Linked DNA regions of Sus scrofa: region 2 is linked to region 1. A link is a contact called in public Hi-C data. All regions are on one chromosome and are shown on one strand. The core of a region is the stretch at or near the end of the contact, and the rest is flanking DNA. Distances in the headings are between cores, read along the strand shown. Region 1 holds the start of PKLR (pyruvate kinase PKLR). Region 2 holds the start of MTX1 (metaxin 1).

The links. Hi-C and Micro-C count contacts between places; a contact is called where the count stands out from the background.
Region 2: a contact with region 1 is called in a Hi-C map of liver, with 5 times the contacts expected there. The contact joins the promoter of MTX1 here to the promoter of PKLR in region 1. A contact is called at or near these places in 1 of 5 promoter capture datasets (fetal liver), 7 of 47 Hi-C or Micro-C datasets (embryonic fibroblasts, heart right ventricle, liver and 3 more) and 1 of 2 datasets of contacts at active chromatin or transcription factors (alveolar macrophages).

The regions. Positions count from the first base shown.
Region 1 is chr4:94,535,028-94,540,105 of Sscrofa11.1, reverse strand. PKLR (pyruvate kinase PKLR) reads right to left here and starts at 3,128. Exons shown (of 11, transcript XM_021089721.1): 1 at 3,023-3,128; 2 at 2,241-2,423. The coding sequence starts at 3,083. All of the region lies in intron 1 of LOC102165794 (a long non-coding RNA gene), which reads left to right.
Region 2 is chr4:94,608,693-94,613,770 of Sscrofa11.1, reverse strand. MTX1 (metaxin 1) reads left to right here and starts at 2,332. Exons shown (of 8, transcript NM_001039750.1): 1 at 2,332-2,426; 2 at 3,682-3,751; 3 at 3,896-3,975. The coding sequence starts at 2,346. It overlaps THBS3 (thrombospondin-3), which reads right to left and starts at 1,069. Exons shown (of 23, transcript XM_013997018.2): 1 at 927-1,069. The coding sequence starts at 1,005.

The DNA of each region.
Region 1 (5,078 bases), core at 1,879-4,378:
GAAACTCCTCTAAGTTGTTGTTAAATCTTTTCTTTGTTCTTTTTTGGCTACACCTGCAGCATATGGAAATTCCTGGGCCCAGGGATTGACTCTAAGTCACAGCTGTGACCTACCCTGCAGCTGGGGCAATGCCAGAATGGGAACTTTCATTGTTAAATTTAAAGGTCAGTTCTCATCTTAGCTGGCCCACCAGCAGCATTTGACACACTTTTTTTTTGTGGGGGGGGCATGCCAGTGGCATGTACGTGGAAGTCCCTGGGTCAGGGATTCCACCCGCGCCATAGCAGCAACCAGAGTCACAGCAGTGACAATGCAGGGTCCTCAACCCCCTGTGCTGTAAGGGGACTCCGGACACATGTTCTTAATGACCCTCTTTGCTTGGCCTCCAGGACACTGCCCTCTCTTGGTTTATCCCCACCTCACTGGCTGCTCCTTCTGAATCTCTCTTGCTCCTCACTCCCCTTATCATTAGATGCCCCATTCTCTTCTGTCATTTTACTGTCACTCCCTTGGTGGTCTCAACTAGTCTCATGGCTTTAAATACCATCGATAGGACAGCTCCCAAAGTTGTATCTCCAATGCAGACCACTTTCCCAAACCCAGAGTTGTATATCTGATTGCCTACTCTGTACCATACTTGCATGTCTAATGCAAGTCTCAAACTCAGCATGCCCCAAAACTGACCTGATCTCTGCCCCACCGCAGTCTTTTCTGCTCAGTCGATAATGGATTCTTCTCGTTCCTCACGCCAAAAACCTGGGAGAAATCTTTGACTCCTTTTTCACCCTCACTCCTACCCCATATCCCATCCATCATTTCCTCTCAGCTCTGCCTTCAAAATACATTCAGAGGAGTTCCCGTCGTGGAGCAGTGGTTCACGAATCCGACTAGGAACCATGAGATTGTGGGTTAAGGATCCCTGGCTTGCTCGGTGGGTTAAGGATCCGGCGTTGCCGTGAGCTGTTGTGTAGGTTGCAGATGCGGCTCGAATCCCGTGTTGCTGTGGCTGTGGTGTAGGCCGGCAGCTACAGCTCGGATTGGGCCCCTAGCCTGGGAACCTCCATATGCTGTGGGAGCGGCCCTAGAAAAGGCAAAAAGACAAAACAAAACAAAACAAAAACAAAAAAAACACACAAAATGCCTTCAGAATCTGGTCACTTCTTCGGGAGGGGGGAGGGATAAATTAGGGGGTTAGGACTGGCATGTACACACTATTATATGTAAAATAGATGGGTCACAAAGACCACAATATAGCACAGGGAAATTTACTCAACATTGTGTAATAACCTATATGGGAAAAGTATCTGAAAAGGAATAGGTATATGTATATGTACACATGATTTTCTTTGGCGTAGACCTGAAATTAACACAACTTTGTATGTCAACTCTACTCCAATAAAATTGAAAAGAAAAAAAAGAAAAAAAAGAATCTGATCACTTCTCACCAGCTTCACTGCCACCACCTGGTCTAAACCAGAAATACTGCAGGAGTGACTTCTGCCCTCATCCCCACCCCCGCCTCCAGTATATTTTCATTACCACAGCTGGGTGGGTTTGTTAAAACCTAAGTAAGAGTGTGTCATTCCCCCGACTCCAAACTCTGCAGTGGTTTCTCATTATACTTGGAGGAAAATTCAACTCAAATTCTAAAAATGACCTACTAAACCCTATAGGATCTTCCCCTCCTCCCAGCATCTTCCTTTCTGCTGCTCTTCGCCTTGATGGTTTCCAGCCTCCTTGACTTAGGGCTTTGGCATTGACTGTTCCTGTTGCCTAGAACTCTCTCCAGACATCTGCATGGCTTGTTTTCTCATCTCCTTCAAGTCCTTGCCCAGGTCTAATTTTCTCAGCAAGAGCTACCCTGCCTCCCTATTAGCACTGCCACCTCCTGCCCTTGCATCTTGACACCCCTTACCATGTTTGATTTTTCTTTTTCTCATCCATAGTACCTATCACTTTCTAAAATAATAAATACATTTCTTATTTTAAAATAATGTATTATGTTTCTTAAGTCTTGGCCCACCCAGCTAGATTGTCAGCTCCCCAAAGATAAGGGGTCTTCATTTCACTGAACAACTCCCAGGGGCCAGATGCTTGTCTGCCTAGAGCTCAACAAATATTTGTTGAATGAATGACTCGCTCAGACAGGGAGAAGTCTGAAGGAGACAAAAGATGAGGAAGCATCTTGAGAAATACCCAAGAGGTCCCGTGATGCTTCAGCGGGAATAGGGGGTGCTTACCGATGGTGGCAATGATGCTGGTACTACGAGCAGCCACAGGCTCAGAATCGATGTCCAGCAGGCAGAGGTGTTCCAGGAAGCTGTCTGCCATAGCAGCCGGTAGCTGTTGCCGCTGGAAGAAAGCAGTGCCCAGCTCCTGGGTCAGTTGGGCTAAGCTGGCTCGCCGTAGGTACCCCGCTGGCCCTGCGGTAGAAGAGGGCTGCATGGGCACCTGCCTCTCCTCCTCATCTTTTCATCTCAGCACAGCCTCAGCGCTCCAGTTTTGGTTGTCTTTTTATGAGCTGGGCATTACACGTACGTTATCTTATTTAGTCACAAGGATGCTGGGAAGCAGGTACTGTTAAATGCTCTATAATTATCTGCATTTTAACAGGTAAGGAAACAGAGGCTGAGAAAGGTTAAATAAAGTGCCCAAGGTCATACCACTCCTACGTAAGAGATAGGATTTACGTCAAGGTCTAACTCTAGGCTCAAGTTCTTGACCACCCAGCTGTCTGATCCTTGTCAACCCTGGACTTCTTACCCTTTAGCTGCTGACTTCCTGCAGCCTTAGCCTCCATTGATATCTAGCTCACAGTGACCCTTCCTTTCCAGGCCCAGAATCACCCACTTCTCCCTCCTAAAGTCCCTGTTTTCTTCCTTCCAACCTCTGGCAATTGGCTGGCCTCCCCACCCCCTTGTCTGAGTTTCCTCAGCCTGCTCCAAGCTACTTCAGGTCCTGGAGCCCCTGTAGTTTGACACAGCCCAGCCCAGGGGAAGAGGAGCCCCACTGCCAGCCGCACCCTCCATGCCACTGCACGCCTGTCTATCTCTGGGGGGTCTGCTCCAGGATATCTGAAGCATGAGGGAATGAGGCCCAGCTGGGCCGGGGATCAGTACTGCATACTGGTTAAAGTGTCACCAGCATCTCCCCTGTCACTGGAGGACCTCTGCCCCAGGGGCCAGAGTCCAGGAACCACGGGAGTACCCAGTGGCTCCCGTGCTGCAAGCTTCCCTCTGCCCTGCCTTTTGGGGCTGAGAGAAGAGGCCCAGAGCAGGATCCATTACTAAACACAGGGGCGACTCCAAAGGCTGCAAATCCTCCCCAAATGCCTCCTGGCCAGCAGCAGATATGGATTATATGTACCCCCTGCCCCACTCCTGATTTTCTTTTTTTTTTTTTTTTTTTTTGTCTTTTGTCTTTTTTGTTGTTGTTGTTTTGTTGTTGTTGTTGCTATTTCTTGGGCCGCTCCCGCGGCATATGGAGGTTCCCAGGCTAGGGGTTGAATCGGAGCTGCAGCCACCGACCTACGCCAGAGCCTCAGCAACCCGGGATCCGAGCCGCATCTGCAACCTACACCACAGCTCACGGCAACGCCGCCGGATCGTTAACCCACTGAGCAAGGGCAGGGACCAAACCCTCAACCTCATGGTTCCTAGTCGGATTCGTTAACCACTGCGCCACGACGGGAACTCCGCACTCCTGATTTTCACCCTCATTTTCCCCTTCTCTCTCTCTCTCTCTCTTTTTTTTTTTTTTTTTTTGCTTTTTAGGGGTACACCAGTGACATATGGAAATTCCTAGGTAGGGGTTGAATCGAAACTACAGCTGCCAGTCTATGCCACAGCCACAGAAATGCCAGATCCAAGCCTCATTTGCCACCTACCCCACAGCTCATGGCAACACTGGATCCTTAACCCACTGAGTGAGGCCAGGGATCAACCTGAATCCTCATGGATACTAGTCGGATTCATTTCCACTGAACCACAACAGGAACCCCTCCCCCTTCTCTTCAATGGCATCTGTTGCCCCTTCTTACCTCCTGGAGCCCCAAACAGGATGGACTTGGCTAAATCCCTTTGGGACTTAGAGATGCATGACAAAAGCCCCAGGGGTTGCATGCTCTCCTGCACTGACATGCCTCCAATATGCGGAACTGGGGCTGCCCAGACTGTGGAGAGAGAAGGGGAGAGGATAACAAGACTGCTGGTCTTATCAAAGGGAGCCAGAGAAAAGAAAAGGGGCACACCCTGCAGGCTGCCCATGTCGCCACACAGAGTCCCTCCCCCAGACCTGCTCAGCCCTCTGGCGTTCTCCATCTCTCATCCATTTTTCCTGATAAATTTTCAATCCATTCACACTGTCTGGTCATCAGCCCAAATAGAGATTTTTTTCCCCTCATACCAGTGATATGGTTACTTTTTTCTTTGCACTGCATTTTTAAAAAAAATTTTATTGACTTTTTTTAAGGGCCACACCTGTGGCATATGGAAGTTCCCAGGCTAGGGGTCGAATTGGAGCCACAGCTGGGGCCTACACCACAGTCACATCAATGCCAGATCCAAGCCCCATCTGCAACCTACACCATAGGTTGTGGCAACACCAGATCCTTTAATCCACTGAGCAAGGCCAGGGATCGAACAAGCATCCTCATGGATACTGGTTCAGCTCTTAACCCACTGAGCCACAATGGGAACTCCTCTTTGCACTTTATTGACGTTAGCCCTGGGTGAATCTAGGAAGCAGGGGATCTAGGGTAGGGCCTGGATCCTGAAGAAGGGGAATGGGGAGCACTTTGTGGGGGGAATCCTCTGGAAGGGCTCTGATAGCATCATTGTCATTATCACATTGGCTACCATTTGCTCATTGACCATGGCCAGTATTTATTCATTTATTTATTTGGTCTTTTTAGGGCCGCACCCGCAGCATATGGAGGCTCCCAGGCTAGGGGTCTGATCAGAGCTGCAGCTGCCAGCCTTCACCACAGCCACAGCAACACCAGATCCCAGCTGCGTCTGCAGCCTACACCACAGCTCACGGCAATGAAGGTTCTTAACCCACTGAAGCGAAGCCAGGGT
Region 2 (5,078 bases), core at 1,083-3,582, 74 kb before region 1:
TGGGGCGGCATCCTTCATCACCACCCGACAGTGTTAGTCACCTCCTGGAAATCCAACCCTTGTTGCTGTCAGAGGACAAGGCGTTGTGCCTTCCTTACTGCCACTCCGAGAACCGGCAGGCCTGAGGCTCAACTGGAAATACAGCAACAGCGCCCCGCGAATGTGAGATGCCCCCACCAGGTGGCGCAAAGGAGTCACTGTGTTGATCTCAAGGCAGGAGTAGCACCTGGTGCCCACAGCGCAGAAATAGGAAGGCCGTTTCTCTTCACACGGCTGGGTTTGGCTCTAAATGCCCCTAAATGCTCCTCCTCCCGTCCTGGGGGGTTCAGCACACTCGCTCTGGGTGAGAACAGCTGCCCACTGAAGACTTCGACCCTCCTACTGTCTGGCTCTCTCCCACAGGAACCTGGGACCCAGCTCTCTGCCTCCTGTGTCCTGGCCAATCTGTGGTTTCCCTTCCAGCCTGTAAAGAATCTGTGCCTGTGTCATCTGCTCCAGCTACCTCTCCCACACCCACAGACCCATCCTACCACCAGACCTCCAGGAGAGCCCAGACCTCTTGGTCCCCACCCCCACCCGGTTCTTAGGCAACTAGGAGCCCAAAGGTGGAAGAAACCCACCTTTGAGCTGCTCTCCCAGACCCTGGAGTGTCTGGGGATGCTCAGACACCAAACCAGCCAGGCAGCCCTAGCATCCTGCCTCCTGAGTCCACAGCCCTGGCCTCATGCTGACCCTGGCCAGTTCCCACTCATCCGCCACCTTCTGGTGTCAGCTCCTCCCCACAGGATCATAATTTCATCAACTCTTCCCTCCGGTTCAATTTCAGGACTCTCCCCTCTCCCCTTGCCCACATGTTCCCTGCTACTAGGCTGGGGGCAAGTGGGGAGGAGGCAGAGAGGGGGCTCTGAGAATTGGTACTGGCTTACCCTGCAGGTCCTGACTGGCAGATGCGAAAGTGCAAAGGAAGAGAAGAGCCAGGGCCCCCCGAAGTTCCTGCGTCTCCATGCCGCTCAGCCGGCTCACTACCCCTGGCAGGCAGGCGGCTGGGAGGGGAAAAGGCTAGGCGGAGAGCAGGAGAGGGGGGCGGAGGGACTGGAGGGGGGGGCCGGCAGGCGGTGAGGGGGGGCTGAAACAAAGAGCTGCCAATCACCCTGGAGGCATCCTCAGCTCCGGGAACCAGGGGCACTGAGGAAGAGTCCTGGAGGCCTCCTTGCCTCGCGCCTCTCCCTAATGGTGCTCTCCCCCAGGTGCCTCCCTCTCCCCTGCATCTCGCTCTTGGGGGTTGCTACCGAATGCTACTGTCTTCTGGAAGCCACAGTTGGGGAAGGCAGGCAACTTTGGCAGGGGCAGTGCCAGACAGTGAGCATTATTCCACAGCTGGTACGAGAGAATTCCAAGGGAGTGGCTGAAACTAGCTTGCTATAGTGCCCAGGGGATGCCCACATGGCATGACGTTTGCTCCTCCGACAGAGCAAGTGCTCTTTATTAGGGTGATGGTCCCATGCCTTGTCCCTGTGCTTCCACTTTCCTTCATTACTAGGAAAACCTGGGAGTCTAGAAGAGTCTGGTGGAAACTGGAGGGAAAGTCTACAACAGTGGTCAGTGAGGCTGGAGTGAAGAAATAGGGAAAGGGACGCCAAGGACAGGAGGAGACCAGAGGACAGGCCAGGGGCCGGGGGGCAGACTGAGAACACTTGGGGGTACAGGCAGACAGGCCACGACCCGGATGAAACGGAGGGGCGCCTCGGTTCCCGTTGCCAAGGCAACAGTCCCAGAGCCCCACCTCCCCTCCCCCCACCCAGGCCCCAGCCCGGCCTAGCTTCGGCCTCCGCCACCGCCCCTGTTTTGTTTCCATGGCGACAGGAGGCGCGGGGCCGGCTCCAAACATAACGCGCTGTGGAAAACATGCGGCTCGGGGGACCCCCCCCGCAGCCCCCGCTCGGGGCCGAGCCCTGAGGGGGCCCGAAGCAGCCCAGACCTCTTGCAGATCTGTGAGGGCACCCAGAGCCTGCCCAGGAGCCCAAAGCCCCCTTCTGGGCCCGCTGAGCCTTCAGAGGCTCGGGGCTCCCCTCGGCCAAGGCTCCGGGACTCTCTTAGGCGCGCCGGGATGAAAGCCCTTCCCCCCTTCGCGAGCCGCCTGTGGATCGGACCGCTGCCGCCCTCCCCCGAAGCCTTCGGTTCCGCCCCACGCCGTCAGGCCGCCTTCTGGGCTGGGATAAGCAGCGCCTTCCCGAGGGCCTCCCCCCAGCTCCCCACTGTGAACAGTCGTAGGGGCGGGGGGCGGATCCGCGCGGAGGAGGGCTGAAGCGCAGGGGGAGGTGCTTCCGGGACAAAGGGCGGGCAAGATGGCGGCGCCCATGGAGCTGTTCTGCTGGTCAGGGGGCTGGGGGCTGCCGTCCGTGGACCTGGACAGTCTGGCCGTGCTGGTGAGGGGTGGCGCCAGCGCCCTCTGCTGCGCCCTGGAGGACTGGGGAGGGGGCTCGGACTAGCCAATCACCGGATTTTGCCAGGGCGCCTCAGCACGGGCGCATTGGGGGAAACTGAGGCAATCAAAGAGCGTGCCTGGCCAGTATGGACTCACATACCGTGTCCTTTGCCATTAGCAGCCTAGTTTTTGTTTGGCAATGGAACGGGTGCTGGTCAGAGGTTCAGGAGATGAGTTTTAGTTCTCGCATGTCCATTTATTGGCTGTGTGACCTTGGAGCGATCCCTTCTCTCTGGGCGCTGTTTTCTTCATCCGCTTGTTTACTGAGGCTGGACGATCTCAGAGTTCTCCGACTCCGCAGGTCTCTGCCTTCTCAACCTCCCTCCCTCCTCCTCCTCATTCAACAGCACTGACTGAGGTTATTGTTCATTGAACCAAAAAGCCCACAGCCAGGCTCTGTAGATAGAGCTTTGGAGTCAGACTAGTTCACTCATTCATTCACTCTTTCATTTAATAAGCATGTATTAGGCATCTTACAAATACCAAACATTGGCATGCAAAGATAAATAGCATGTGGTCCCTCCCCTGGTGGTGTTTACAGAAAGGTAGACATGTCAGCAAATAAGTGTAATAAAATGTTCTGGTGCTAAGTTATAAGTATGAACAGTCCATAGAGACTCCAAAGAAAGGCATGGTCAGTGCTTCCAAATGAGGTTAAGTGTTCACCGGGAAATGGCAGGAAAGAAGGTAGAGGAAAGGATTTTTCTGGCTGACTTGTAATCATGGACATGTCCATCATCTCTCTGAGCCCTGTGTTACCCACTGTAAAATGGGAACATAGGAGTTCCCGTTTGGCGGAGTGGTTAATGAATCCGACTAGGAACCATGAGGTTGTGGGTTCGATCCCTGGCCTCACTCAGTGGGTTAAGGATCCGGTGTTGCCGTGAGCTGTAGGTTGTCGACACAGCTCGGATCCCGAGTTGCTGTGGCTCTGGTGTAGGCCGGCGGCTACAGCTCCGATTTGACCCCTAGCCTGGGAACCTCCAGATGCCGAGGGAGCAGCCCAAGAAATGGCAGAAAGACAAAAAAAAAAAAAAAAGAACATAATGTCAACTTTTTTTTTTTTTTTTTTGGTAAGGCAATTATGAAGCATAGGGCATAACACAAAAGGTATTCAATAAATGTTATTTCTTTTCTTGATTCCCCTGTGGGGGCCATGTCCCTGGCCTCTCTGCCTTCTGCTTCCTTCCCTGCAGACCTATGCCAGATTTACTGGTGCCCCACTCAAGGTGCACAAGATCACCAACCCCTGGCGGAGCCCTTCAGGTATCCAGTGTCCCTGGGTGGCGGTGGGGGTGGTGAGGAAGGGAATGTACAAGGGGAAGAGCAGGAGACAGACAGGGATGTGGTGCAATAATATATGGATAAGCAGTTAAGGATCTGGTGGCCATACTTCTTTGTCAATGTCAGGAACTCTGCCTGCCCTTCGGACCAGTCAAGGAGAAGTCATCTCGGTACCACACAAGATCATCACCCACCTTCGAAAAGAGGTAGGTGGCTTGGGTAGGGGGACTGTCAATGAGAGAGTTCAGTTGATTCAGTGCAACACATCTTTATTGAACAGCAGCATATGCCAATCCAGATGCAGGTGACTCAGCTGCAAGAAACACATAGTCCAGTGGGGAGACACAATGTTGTTGTGATGGAGTACGTGGTAGACTAGAGATTAAGCTAGTCAGGGCATCCAGAGGCACCTGCTGGGCAGGGAGGTAGAGATGAATAGGCCGATGACACATGGAAGGGAAAGGAGAGTAGGAGAGAACAGTTGGCTCAGATGAAGCTCTCAAAGATAAGACTAGGAGAGAAAAAACAAAAAAGATAGGACCAGACAGGGATTTCTAAGGGCCACTGCCCTTTTTTCAGGGACCAGTAGGGCTGAATTACATGGGGCTCAGGATGGACAAGGCTAAGAGCCAGGATGAGGAAATTGAAAGAGTGTTATGAGAGGAATGGGGAGGCCTAGGCTATGTTTTTCACTCTGTCATTGTCTATGTGACTTTGGGCAAATTGTTTAACTTCCTCCTTATTTGTACAACTAGGGGGCCTAGCCAGGATACTTTGCAGGGGCTCTTCTAGCTTTTATGGTCTGGTTCCAAAAGGGAACACATCATCTGAAGTGTGGGACCCTCTTACTCATTTCTCCTTTCCCAGAGGTGGAGGAATTGGTGAATTAATGGAGGCTTGAGAGTCATGGAGAAAGGCGATCCAGATAAAAGCCAAAGTTCCTGGCAGGAACAGCACCACTGATTTCTGATGTAGGAACACAGCTTTCCCAGGTTCCAGAGTTTTCTCCTAATACAGCCACAGTGAGCGAAAGAGATTATTACCCCCATTCTATGGGGGAGAAACTGAGGCTCACAGAGATTTGAGGATCACACTCAAGAGGTTATCTGGGGACAGAGTTTACTCAGGATGTGAGGGAGGGGGCTGAGAAGCAGACACTGGAGCCCAGGAAGGTGTGGCAGGCAGAGACCTGGGGGTATGGCTGGAATGTGTGTGGTGGTGGCGGCGCCTGGGCCAGGGAATGAAATAGAAGAAACAGCCCAGAGCTAGGCATTGAGATAATAAGCCAGAGGGCCCTAGACATGGGTTC